Regions from separate parts of the Mus musculus genome. Here regions 1 and 2 are each linked to region 3. The links are chromatin contacts, called in public Hi-C maps. All regions are on one chromosome and are shown on one strand. Each heading gives the region's core, a stretch centred on a gene start, on an enhancer-like site or on the middle of the called end of the contact. The rest is flanking DNA. Distances are from core to core; before and after follow the strand shown.

Region 1 (3,565 bases), core at 658-3,157, 350 kb before region 3:
ACACATACACACACACCACACACACACACCAATCACACAGACACATACACATACTCACGCACAAACACACATACAGACACACACAAACAGACACACATAGAGACATACACTCATGTACACAGACACACTCACTGAGACACATTCACATATATACCACATATACACAAATCACACAGACACATACACACACCAGACACATATACCATACACACACAAATCACACAGACACATACACATATAAATGCTCACACACACCACACAAATACACACACAACATATACACACAAGTCACACATACATACACACACACAGAACACACACATGTACACACTCCACACAGAACACACACACACACCACACACATATCACATAGACACACACACACTTACATACATACCACACAGACCCACACATACTCATACAAACATGCTACATAGACACACCACACATATACCATGAAGACACACTCACACTAATACACACTCCATTTCACACACACACACACACACACACACACACACGCACACACTAAATAGTAACAAGTATATTGTCTCCTCAAGTAAAGATGTTAAAAACAAAACAACCTGGGGCCTGAACCGAACAGTGGGAAGAAGAGTCCATTTCTCATTCACGCAGCAAACACTGAGCGGCCATGGTGTGTCCAGGAGACAAGGACAAAGGGAAGTTTTAAAAAAGAATGCACTTATTTATAGTATGATCAAATGCTATTATGAAGTTACGTGTGTAGGGGCCACAGAGAAGGCTCGGTGGTTAAGAGCACCCGGCTGCTCTAGCAGGGGACCTAGGTTTGGTCCCAGCACTTACATGTTGGCTCATAACCATCTATAACTCCAGTTTCCAGAGGTCAGGTGGCCTCTTCTGATCTCTGCAGGCACCAGGCACACCTGTGGTGCACACATAAATACACACACACACATACACAGACAGATAGCCATATACATAAAAAAAAAAATAAACCTTTTAAGTAAAAAAAAAAAATTACATGCTGATTTTTAGAAGACTGGAGGGGACTGGAGAGATGGCTCAGCAGTTAAGAGCACTGGCTGCTCTTCCGAAGGACCAGGTTCAATTCTCAGCACCCACATGGCAGCACACAACTGTAACTCCAGTTCCAGGCGATCTGACACCCTCTCTCACAAAAGTAGGAAGATCACGGATGTACACTAAATAAGTAAATAAAATTATTTTAAAAACTGGAAGCAAATTGATCAAATATGGTGTCAGGAGTTTCCTATGTAAGGGGATTGATTCTAGCTGTGGTCAGGGGGTGTCAGGACACCTGATTTTCAGGCTAGCTTTCCCTCTGCCTTGCCGGGTGACTATGAAAAATGTTCTTCTTCCACACACAGAACAGCTCAGATATTACCTGAAAATAATCGGGACCAGATGCTTATGGGCAGTTTTATTGGCACAGCTGTTGCTGCCCACCCCTGTGCAGGCCCAGCCACCTAAGCCCTCAACACAGCCTGGGCCCCTCTCCCAACCCGGGAGGAAGCAGCCCCCACACTCCCTCCCCCTCAGCTGTGGGCTCTGATCTCAAATTAGATTTTTTTTTTTTTCTCTTTGCCTGGGTCTGAATCACGAAAAGCTGCTTACACCGCCTACACTGCCAGGCAGCTGCAACCTCAGGAACAAAGAGGCTTCAGGCAGAGCGGTTGCCTGGACAGCCACTCCAGCCCTGAAGCTTCAATAGGGAAAGGAGGGGACCAAATAGGCTTGTATAATGGCAGGACACAGCGGCATGTGTGTCGCAGGTCCCTCCTTATACCAGGTCCCCACAGCTCCCTGGGTGGGTGACAATGATCGCATATTACAAGGAGGTTGTAGCACGGGAGGCTCAGTCCTTAGAACACTGGCTCAGGGCGGAAGCCGCTCCCTCTGCCTCAAAGTAGGATGGGCCAGGCTCTCCCCAAGGCTGAGGAGCGGGGTGGGGTGGGGTGGGGTGTGTCTTCCACCTGCCAATCACAGCTGCATCTTAATCCCCATCCCTGTCTACACTACCCTGTGATGGCAGGAGTTTAAACCCATTTCAGATCGAGTTCATGGGAAGCCTGCTTCTCCCCTGAGGAAAATGCGCCAGCAGAATTGACTCTCTTTGTTCTCAGGCCTCCGTCCTGCCAGCCCCCATGCCCTCCTCCTCAGACAGATCCAGAACCTTCTGTGATCTTTCAGTTCCGGCTGTAACTCGGGTTTAAGCGACCTCCTCAGTGGATAGGACATAAACCGTTGTGTGTGCCCCACCCCAAGTCCCCATCCCCGCGCCCTCTCTCTGACTCGACCCCAGCCACCTGCTGCTGTTTCCTACTTGGTCAACTGAGTTCACCCCTTTCCCTCAGCCTACACTTCACTTCTGCCCCCTTTATATTTCCTTAATTCCCCAAGCAGAAGAAATTATGTCTGTTCTTCCATCTGACTTTAGGTTGTCAGTTAAACACTCAAGAAAAACATGAGTCTTTCTTCTTTTTTCTTTTGTTGTTGTTGTGTTTGTTTTGGTTTTGTCTGTCTGTTTGTTTTAAGACAGGGTTTCTCTGGGTAACCCTGGCTGTCCTAGCTCCCTCTGTAGAGCAGACTAGCCTTAAACTCACAGAGATCCACCTGCCTCTGCCTCCTGAGTGCTGGGATTAAAGGTGTGTACCACCACCATCCTGCAAGAAATTTCTTATCATTTCTGTAAGTTTCCTCTCCTTGTTCACATGTATCGTGGTCTTGTTTTCAGGTTAGAGGGCTTGCCTAGCACAAATGAGGTCCTGGAGACAGAGACAGAGAGAGAAAGAGAGAAGAGAGAGAGAGAGAGAGAAAGAAGAAGAAGAGGAGGAGGAGGAGGGAGGAGGGACTGCAAAGGAAAGAACCCCTGAGTCACTGTGTGGAGTACCCCAAGCACCTAAATACAGCACATGCCCTGGGGAAATGTGCTCTGACTGCAGCATGGAATACACGAAAATTGAAAGTTGTGCCCGGCCTCCATCCTTAGAGTATTCAAGTCATCCTTGGGTATTATGGCGCACGCCTTTAATCAGGAGGCAGAGGCAGGTAAATCTCTGTGGGTTTGAGGCCAGCCTGATCTACAGAGCAAGTCCAGGACATCCAGGGTTATTACACAGAGAAACTCTGTCTCAAAAAAACCAGAAGAAGAAAAAAGAATATTCAAATTATATCAGGTAGCTGTCTTTTATTTATTTATTTATTTATTTATTTAGAGACAGCATTTCATTGTAGATGGCGATGGCCTGGAACTCACAGAAATCCTGGTGTCTCAGCCCATGACACAGGTTGGAATTACAAGTGTGAGCCGCTATACCTGGCTTTCGTAACTTTCTTACCTGCCGTGAGACTGCAGTGCAGTAAGCTGTGGGGACGTGCTGTTGTGTAATAGATACCATTAAGTACCTGACGCTGCCCCTCCCTCCAGTCTTAGCCACCTCAGTGAGCTAGGGGACCAGTTACACCCCGGCCTGCCTTAATCCTAGGCAACTGTGAACAATCAAAGGTGTCCTGTGCTGTAGTGAAAGGCACACAGTCAGGGAATTGTTACATGGGGGGGGCC
Region 2 (3,551 bases), core at 44-2,543, 320 kb after region 3:
TTAGGTTCAGGTATGGTGGCACACGCCTTTAATCTAAGCCACATCTTCTACTGGAGGCCTACATCAGGACCTTGAAGAAAGAAGGTTCACTCTTCTTCAACTGATTGTACTTACTTGCTAGCAAGTCTGTTGGAATCTATTTCCACAGAAGACCAGCTTATACTAGCCTCACAGGCCTGACTTCCCACTCACAGCTGCCCATTGTTGGGTTAGTTGGACTACAGACTGTAAGTCATTACAATAAATTCCCTTACTATATAGAGACACTCCATATGTTCTATGACTCCAGAGAACCCTAAGACAAGGATTATTTCTTTTTTTTTTTTCCGAGACAGGGTTTCTCTGTGTAGCCCTGGCTGTCCTGGAACTCACTCTGTAGACCAGGCTGGCCTCGAACTCAGAAATCCGCCTGCCTCTGCCTCCCAAGTGCTGGGATTAAAGACGTGTGTCACCACACCCGGCTAAGGATTATTTCTTAAGTACACCAGTGTGGTTCTTTCAAGTAGTTGTTACCCAGGTTAATCATGCCCACCTGGTAGAGGTAAACTTTCCCTGTGCCTAGACAAAGAGTTAATGGCAGGCTGGGCCTTGCAGATGGTTGTGGTCCTGCATTGCCCCTGTGTCTTGTTTTAGGAATGCTCTTTGATGGGTATAATGGCAGGTTGTCTCCTTTTGCTGTGGGAGTGGAGCCTAACTGGAGGTCAAGCTGAGGGGATAAACAGTAAGAGAAACTTCTTCAGAGACCCCAAACTTCAATTATGGTAAAAGTTTTCTTTCTTACAGTTTGTAACAAACGTGGCAATAAACTACTTTTCTTCCAGTGTTATTGGTCCTTTTTAAGTAAGCTTATTAGTAAATCCTTTTTATATCAATCTACTTCAAGTTTCTCCAGCATCACCAAGAGCTCTAATTTCCAAGACAATTTCCTTTTCTTTAAGACGATTTACCTTAGTCCAATATCATGTTGGGTTTTTTGTTGCTCAAAAATGACTGATCAGTTATTTTTCCCCACTTTGTTCTGTAAATTCTTATTTTTTTAGGTTCCCTTAAAAGGCAAGGAATGGGGCTCCCCAAGAGAGTATAGGACCTGTTTAGCAAGACCGTTTCATTCCCTTTTTCTCCCTCCCTCCCGCCTGCTGCCTCTTTCCCCACTGCTTCTTTCAGCTCCTTCTCTCCCTTGAGGCTCCGGTCACCGCCTCCTTTCGGGATCGTCTGCCCCAATCAAAGATGGCGCCGCCGCTTCAATGCTAGCGGAAATGAGCTCACACGACACCGGAAAGGAAGGCGGGGAGAGCTAGCAGGCGGGTGGGTGACCGGCTGTGGGTGGGGCGGCGGCCCGGGCCCTGGCTCTGGCTTTTACGTTTAGGGCTAAGGAAGCTCCAGGGAGCGGTCGGCTCCTGTGAACTCCGTGGGGCTCCAGGGCTAGCGCTCTCGGAGGAGGCCACGGTGAACCCCTCGCCTCCGGCCCAAGCTCAGCGGCCTCGGAGCCCGCGTCCTGCCCGGCGGCGTCTGCCCGACCCTCCGCGGGCTTCGCGCGACCGCTCCGGCTCAGTTCGGGGCTGCGGTGGGAACCGCGGAGCTGGCTGGACAGGGCCCTTTCTCCCGAGGACCCGGCTGAGGAGAAGAAGCGGCGCGGCTGGCCCGACCCCCGAGTCCTGAGGTCAGGCCGTGGGCTCCGGGGCTCCCGGGCCGTGGACCCCGTCCTTGCCCCGCGTTCCCAGGCAGAGGATCCGCGACCTCGCCCGCGCCGCCCGGCTGCTCCTCGGAGTGTGGCACCGAGCCCTCTGGCGGGGTGATTTGTCCTCCTTGTTCTTGCTCGGGAGAGGCATCTATCTGAAGGGTACCCGTGCTCTTTAAAACTTTTAACCAAAGTGGAAATGCGTGTCCTCTTTTTCTGGACCACTGTCGATTTCCACTCTAGCCGAGGTCTGAGATCCCGTTGAGAGTAAAAAAACGAGAGAGAGAAAGGGGGAAAAGTACTTACAAAATAACTCTGCACTTGGTGTCCCTCGCCCGAGAAGGGCAGATGAACTTTGGAGTTAAGATGCAGGGAGGTGAGCCGGCATCGGTGATGAAAGTCTCCGAGAGTGAAGGGAAGCTGGAGGGCTTGGCCACAGCAGTGACCCCGAACAAGAACAGCGGCAACAGCAGCTGTGGGGGTGCCATCAGCAGTAGCAGCAGCAACAGCAGCCGCGGTGGCAGTGCGAAAGGCTGGCAGTACAGGTATGGCCCTCCAAAGTGATGTTCTGGGGTGGCTCGGAGTGTGATGGGGTCTGCATATCCCAGTTGGAAGGCCAATTCCAAAGCGGCTGATGATCTGACTTGGAGATAGAACCCTGCTTTCGTGAGCAGGATTGACTTTCTTCAGAAATTCATTCAACAGGTAATTTTTTGAGGCCCTTTGAGGAATTCAGAAATGTACCCCAGAGTTTTCTCGATTATCCAAGGGCTTATTCTTCCTCTGATTTATCTCTACACTCACTTCTGGTTTTTGCCTCTGTTGTAATCTGTTTACAAGCAAGCCTGAACGTCTCTTAGAGCAGAAACTGTGGAACTCAGCGCTTTGAGAGGCAAATGCTGGTCTTCAAAACTTGTGGAATGATTCGAGTAACAAGAGTCAGAGAAGATCTTATCCTTTGGTTGCTTGTGACTTAGAGAAGGGGAGGGACTTAAATACAGAGGCTGATAAGCAGTAGAGTGTAATCAGGCTACTTGAAAACTCTTGAAATTCTACATTTGTTAGTTTTTTTTTTTTTTTTTTTTGGTTTTTTCGAGACAGGGTTTCTCTGTGTAGCCCTGGCTGTCCTGGAGCTCACTTTGTAGACCAGGCTGGCCTCGAACTCAGAAATCCGCCTGCCTCTGCCTCCCGAGTGCTGGGATCAAAGGCGTGTGCCACCACGCCCGGCCATTTGTTAGTTTTTATTAATGTAAATGAAAAACTTGGAGAAATATCAAAAGCTTCATTTTGGTGCTTTAAAAAATATATGTATAAAGGGTTTGTAAAACAAAAAAATATATGTATATGTATGTATGTGTGTGTGTATATATATATATATATATACATATATATATATATAGTATAGGGAGAGATTACTACCCATAATTCTAAGAATGAATGGAATTAGGGCATCCTATAATGTTGGATCTACACTGATGAATACTGAAATTTTGGGTAACTGCTTGTATGTTTAATTCTAGTTGGTTTTGTTTGTTTGGTTTGGTTTTTGATTGTGTTAAACTCTTTGACTACACTTGTAAGACTTGGAAGGGGTAGGAACCAAGATGTTGTGAAAGCTACATATTTATCATGAGTACTATCCATATGTATGAACTGCGCGTGTGTTACAATATGCAGATGTGGGCTGGGCGTGGTGGTGCTCTCTCTTAATCCTGGAGCATGGGAGACAGGCAGGAGAATCTCTGTGAGTTTTGAGGCAAGCCTCATATCTGCATAGTAAATTCCAGCACAGCTAGGACTATATATCACCCTGTATCACCTAATATGCAAATATATGTCTATGTGAAATATGCAGGCATGAACCTACAGAAGT
Region 3 (3,363 bases), core at 6-2,505:
TATTTTAAGTGTCAAGAAAAACTCCCTCACGCCATATTTCTACTGTGCCTCTGCTCCTGCATCCTCTTAAGATGTTGAGACCCTGCTTCTGTTGTTCTTGTGGTGCTGAGGATGGAGCCCAGGGCTGCCTGCATGCTAGGCAAGCACTCTACCCTGAATTACACTCCCAACCTAAGACCAGTTGTTAATGAAGCAATCCTAAGTAGGACACACACACACACACACACACATAAGTGTAGTTGTTTAAATTTAAAAAGAAAATAATCCCCCTATTTCTAGAAGCTAAGGTTTTCTGACAATAATTCCACAAAAACTTGAGCTTATTTAGTTTGCATTGTGGAGAAGCAGCAAAGGGGCTGAAGAAAAAAGAAACAGAGGTCCTCTCAGGGCAGCAGCATCTCACTGACAAAGGACATGCACATGATTTCTGTCCCTTCAGCGAGCCCACACCCAGTGCAATCAGTTTCTTTTAACCCACGGGCCTACCTCTCCTCCTCACCCACATTCATCTCTTCCTAACCTTGCTGAGCCATTGTAATCTAAAACCGTAGCTCCCAGAATATCTTAGCACCCTTTTAAAATCGGTCTGGGTTATCACAAGTTTTAACGCAGGGCACCAATCTTGTTTCTGCTCTTATCTATAGACTTTGGCCTATAAAAATCTCACTACAGCACCTCAGTCCTTTCTCCCAGACTCTCAATGTCCACCTCTCCTCTGGCAGTCTTGTATCTTAGTTTCTTCACTGTCTTCCCTGGCCCTCAAAGAATCATACCCACAGTTGCTCACCGTCCCTAAATTCATCTCCTCCCTTGTCCTTATACACGCCCCACCAGTCCCTCCTCTTGGAAATTCTTCCCAAACAAGTCACTTGAACAGTAGCTCTACAGGATGCCGCGCCCCGCACTGCGTGTCATGCCAGCCAAGTCTCCCTGTGCTCCCGCGCACGCAAGCAGCCCCGACTGCCAGCCGCTCCCAGCCCACCTGCTCTTCTCTAGCAGACGCTCCCCATCGCCGCCGCCAAGATCCATTCCCGCGCCCTCCGGACGCATCCGGACTATAAGGCCGTCTCGGGGCCAGAGAGAGGCTCCAGGCCGCTTCGACCGCCAGGGTACCCGGAGCACCCTCAAGAGAGGGGAGGCACCATGGCTGGTGAGCTTAGAACCATGCACTACACCCTGACAGCGACAGAGTCAAGGACTGCTGCCTCAGCTGCCGCTCTACCCCTGCCACCCCCACTTCCGGCTCCAAGAACTACAATTCCCAAAAAGCCCTTCGAAGGCCATCCTTCTCCCGGCATGCACTGCCCCATCCAATCCCAGGCTCCCCTAACCTGGGTACACGTGATGTGCTAGGCGAGTTTCCCTGGGCAGGGAACCTTGATTAAAAGCTCCATGTAACTAACGACAGTCAGGAATTCGAGGGCGAACTCCTGTCACACTTTACTCAGGAAATCAGACTCTGTCGGAGGTTAAAATAGACAATAAAACTGATATAATCCTAACTCGATTAACTTCACTTCAGTCCATTCCTGATTTAATACTTCTTGGTGTTGGAAGACTCCAAGCATTTACACCAAGAGATCACAAACTGAACCAGAAAAGGGCAGTAGAAAGGCTAGGAAGACTTTGAGGGAAGGTCTCTTGCAGGAGTGATGTCGGGGTACAGGTTACTGTTTTCTTTTTCTAAATATTCTTAAATGTATATGCGTGTGCCTGAGTGTATGTGCATCACATGCTTGTAAGGTGCCCGTGAAGGCACCGGAACAGGGACCCTCTACAAGAACAGATAGTTAACCCTTGAGTCAATTCTCCACCCTGTTTTGGTACTGTAGCACAGGTTGGGCTCAAAGTCAAGACCCTCAGCCTCCAGAATGCTGAGATTATAAGCATACACCACCAAAGCCATGCAGAGCAGTTTCTAGGATAAGAGTTTAACAAGGAGGGGAGGAGAGGCAGGAAGATGGACAAAACAGCTCTCACAGGTATTAAGAAAATAGCAGTTTTGAAAATCGTTGCTTCTTAGTAATCAAAACTGAGAAAGGGCAAGATGGTTCAGTAAGTAAAGAAGCTTGCTACCGAAACTAACCACCAGAGGTCAAACCCCAGACCTCCATGGTGGAAGGAGAGAACCAACTCCTGAGAGTTATTCTCTCCCCATGAATGTACATGCATGCATGCACTAAATGTGTATACACACCCAGTATATATACACATATATAAAGTTTTTTTAAAGCAAAGGAGTGGGACACAATGATGTGGGCATTCTCATGCAAGCAAGACCAGGTTATGAAATGACATGTTAAGGAGTTGGAATCAGCCATAGAACAGTGAGTTTTATCAAATGAGAGGGTATGGCAAATGTGCTTACAAAGCTAAGTTTACAATGTGGAAAGGAGATAGAGTAGGTATCTCATTAGAGGTAAGAGCGAAGTAGATAGACTGGTGATCCCTAGACTAGTCTGTGCATGATAGTCAAGAGTAAGACAAATCAGCTGCAAGAAACAAGAGAGAATGGGGCTGGAGAGATGGCTCAGTGGTTAAGAGCACTGACTGCTCTTCTGAAAGTCCTGAGTTCAATTCCCAGCAACCACATGGGTGGCTCACAACCATCTGTAATGGGATCAGATGCCCTTTTCTGGTGTGTTTGAAGACAGCAACAGTGTACTCATACATTAAATCTTTATTTGAAAAAAGAAAAGAAAAGAAAGAAAGGAGAGAATGGCAGAAATTCTGAGCTGGACTGTTTCAGTCTTTTTCCAAGAAGGGAGTCTCACCTTAGCTGTAACTGAGTGTTGTCAAATGAACACTGGGACTTTTGGTTGCCAGCTAATACAGTATTGCTTTGTTTCCCAAAAAAAGCTAGAATCTGCCCCTAAAGGTATAATTAACTACACTTCTAAATTCTGCCAGACTATTGTTCAGACCAAGGAAAGCTTGACTCTAGGCTGAAGGTGGCCCTGTGGTTGCTAATTTGCAAGCCCAGGCCTAAGCTAGAGCAGGGGCTGGAAGAACAAGGTTGATTACAACAATATGAAGGCATGAGAATCAGCATTATTTTGTGAAGGGCTGGATACAGCAAGTGAGAGGGAGGAAGAGGGTGAAAATAACTCCATTAAAACTAATGAATGTTAAAAAGGTCTCGGCTTCTAAAGGTTTTCTATCTGGGCTGGGCTGTAGCTCCAGGTTGGGAGCCCCTAAGTTCAATCTTCAGCACTAGGTAAAGGGGACATAGTGGTGGATGTCTGTGACCTCTGGGCTGGACACAGTCGCACATCTGTGACCTCTGGGCTGGACACAGTGGTGCACGTCTGTGACCTCTGGGCTGGACACTGTGGCGCACATCTGTGACCTCTGGACTGGAGA

The links. Hi-C and Micro-C count contacts between places; a contact is called where the count stands out from the background.
Region 1: a Hi-C map of pre-B cells shows a contact between it and region 3, with 3 times the contacts expected there. The contact joins the enhancer-like site here to the promoter of Rubcn in region 3. A contact is called at or near these places in 3 of 39 promoter capture datasets (hippocampal neurons, neural stem cells and pre-B cells), 3 of 484 Hi-C or Micro-C datasets (embryonic stem cells and pre-B cells) and 1 of 115 datasets of contacts at active chromatin or transcription factors (bone marrow-derived macrophages).
Region 2: a contact with region 3 is called in a Hi-C map of natural killer cells, with 4 times the contacts expected there. The contact joins the promoter of Osbpl11 here to the promoter of Rubcn in region 3. A contact is called at or near these places in 7 of 39 promoter capture datasets (the 3T3-L1 cell line, 3T3-L1-derived adipocytes, the C10 cell line and 3 more), 6 of 484 Hi-C or Micro-C datasets (B cells, CD4 T cells, LSK cells and 3 more), 4 of 115 datasets of contacts at active chromatin or transcription factors (effector CD8 T cells, extraembryonic endoderm stem cells, large pre-B cells and 1 more) and 2 of 9 other capture datasets (adipose tissue and liver).

The regions. Positions count from the first base shown.
Region 1 is chr16:32,514,589-32,518,153 of GRCm38.p6, forward strand. No RefSeq gene overlaps it. Among named protein-coding and RNA genes, the nearest start is that of Zdhhc19, 20 kb to the left of the region's middle. Within about 2 kb of position 1,908, at least 224 of the 459 cell types and tissues checked have an H3K27ac peak or open chromatin away from gene starts, as enhancers often do. A contact at or near this core is called in embryonic stem cells, hippocampal neurons, neural stem cells and 1 more, where this site is marked.
Region 2 is chr16:33,183,778-33,187,328 of GRCm38.p6, forward strand. It overlaps Osbpl11 (oxysterol binding protein-like 11), which reads left to right and starts at 1,294. Exons shown (of 13, transcript NM_176840.3): 1 at 1,294-2,223. The coding sequence starts at 2,027.
Region 3 is chr16:32,867,111-32,870,473 of GRCm38.p6, forward strand. It overlaps Rubcn (RUN domain and cysteine-rich domain containing, Beclin 1-interacting protein), which reads right to left and starts at 1,256. Exons shown (of 19, transcript NM_172615.4): 1 at 983-1,256. The coding sequence starts at 1,050.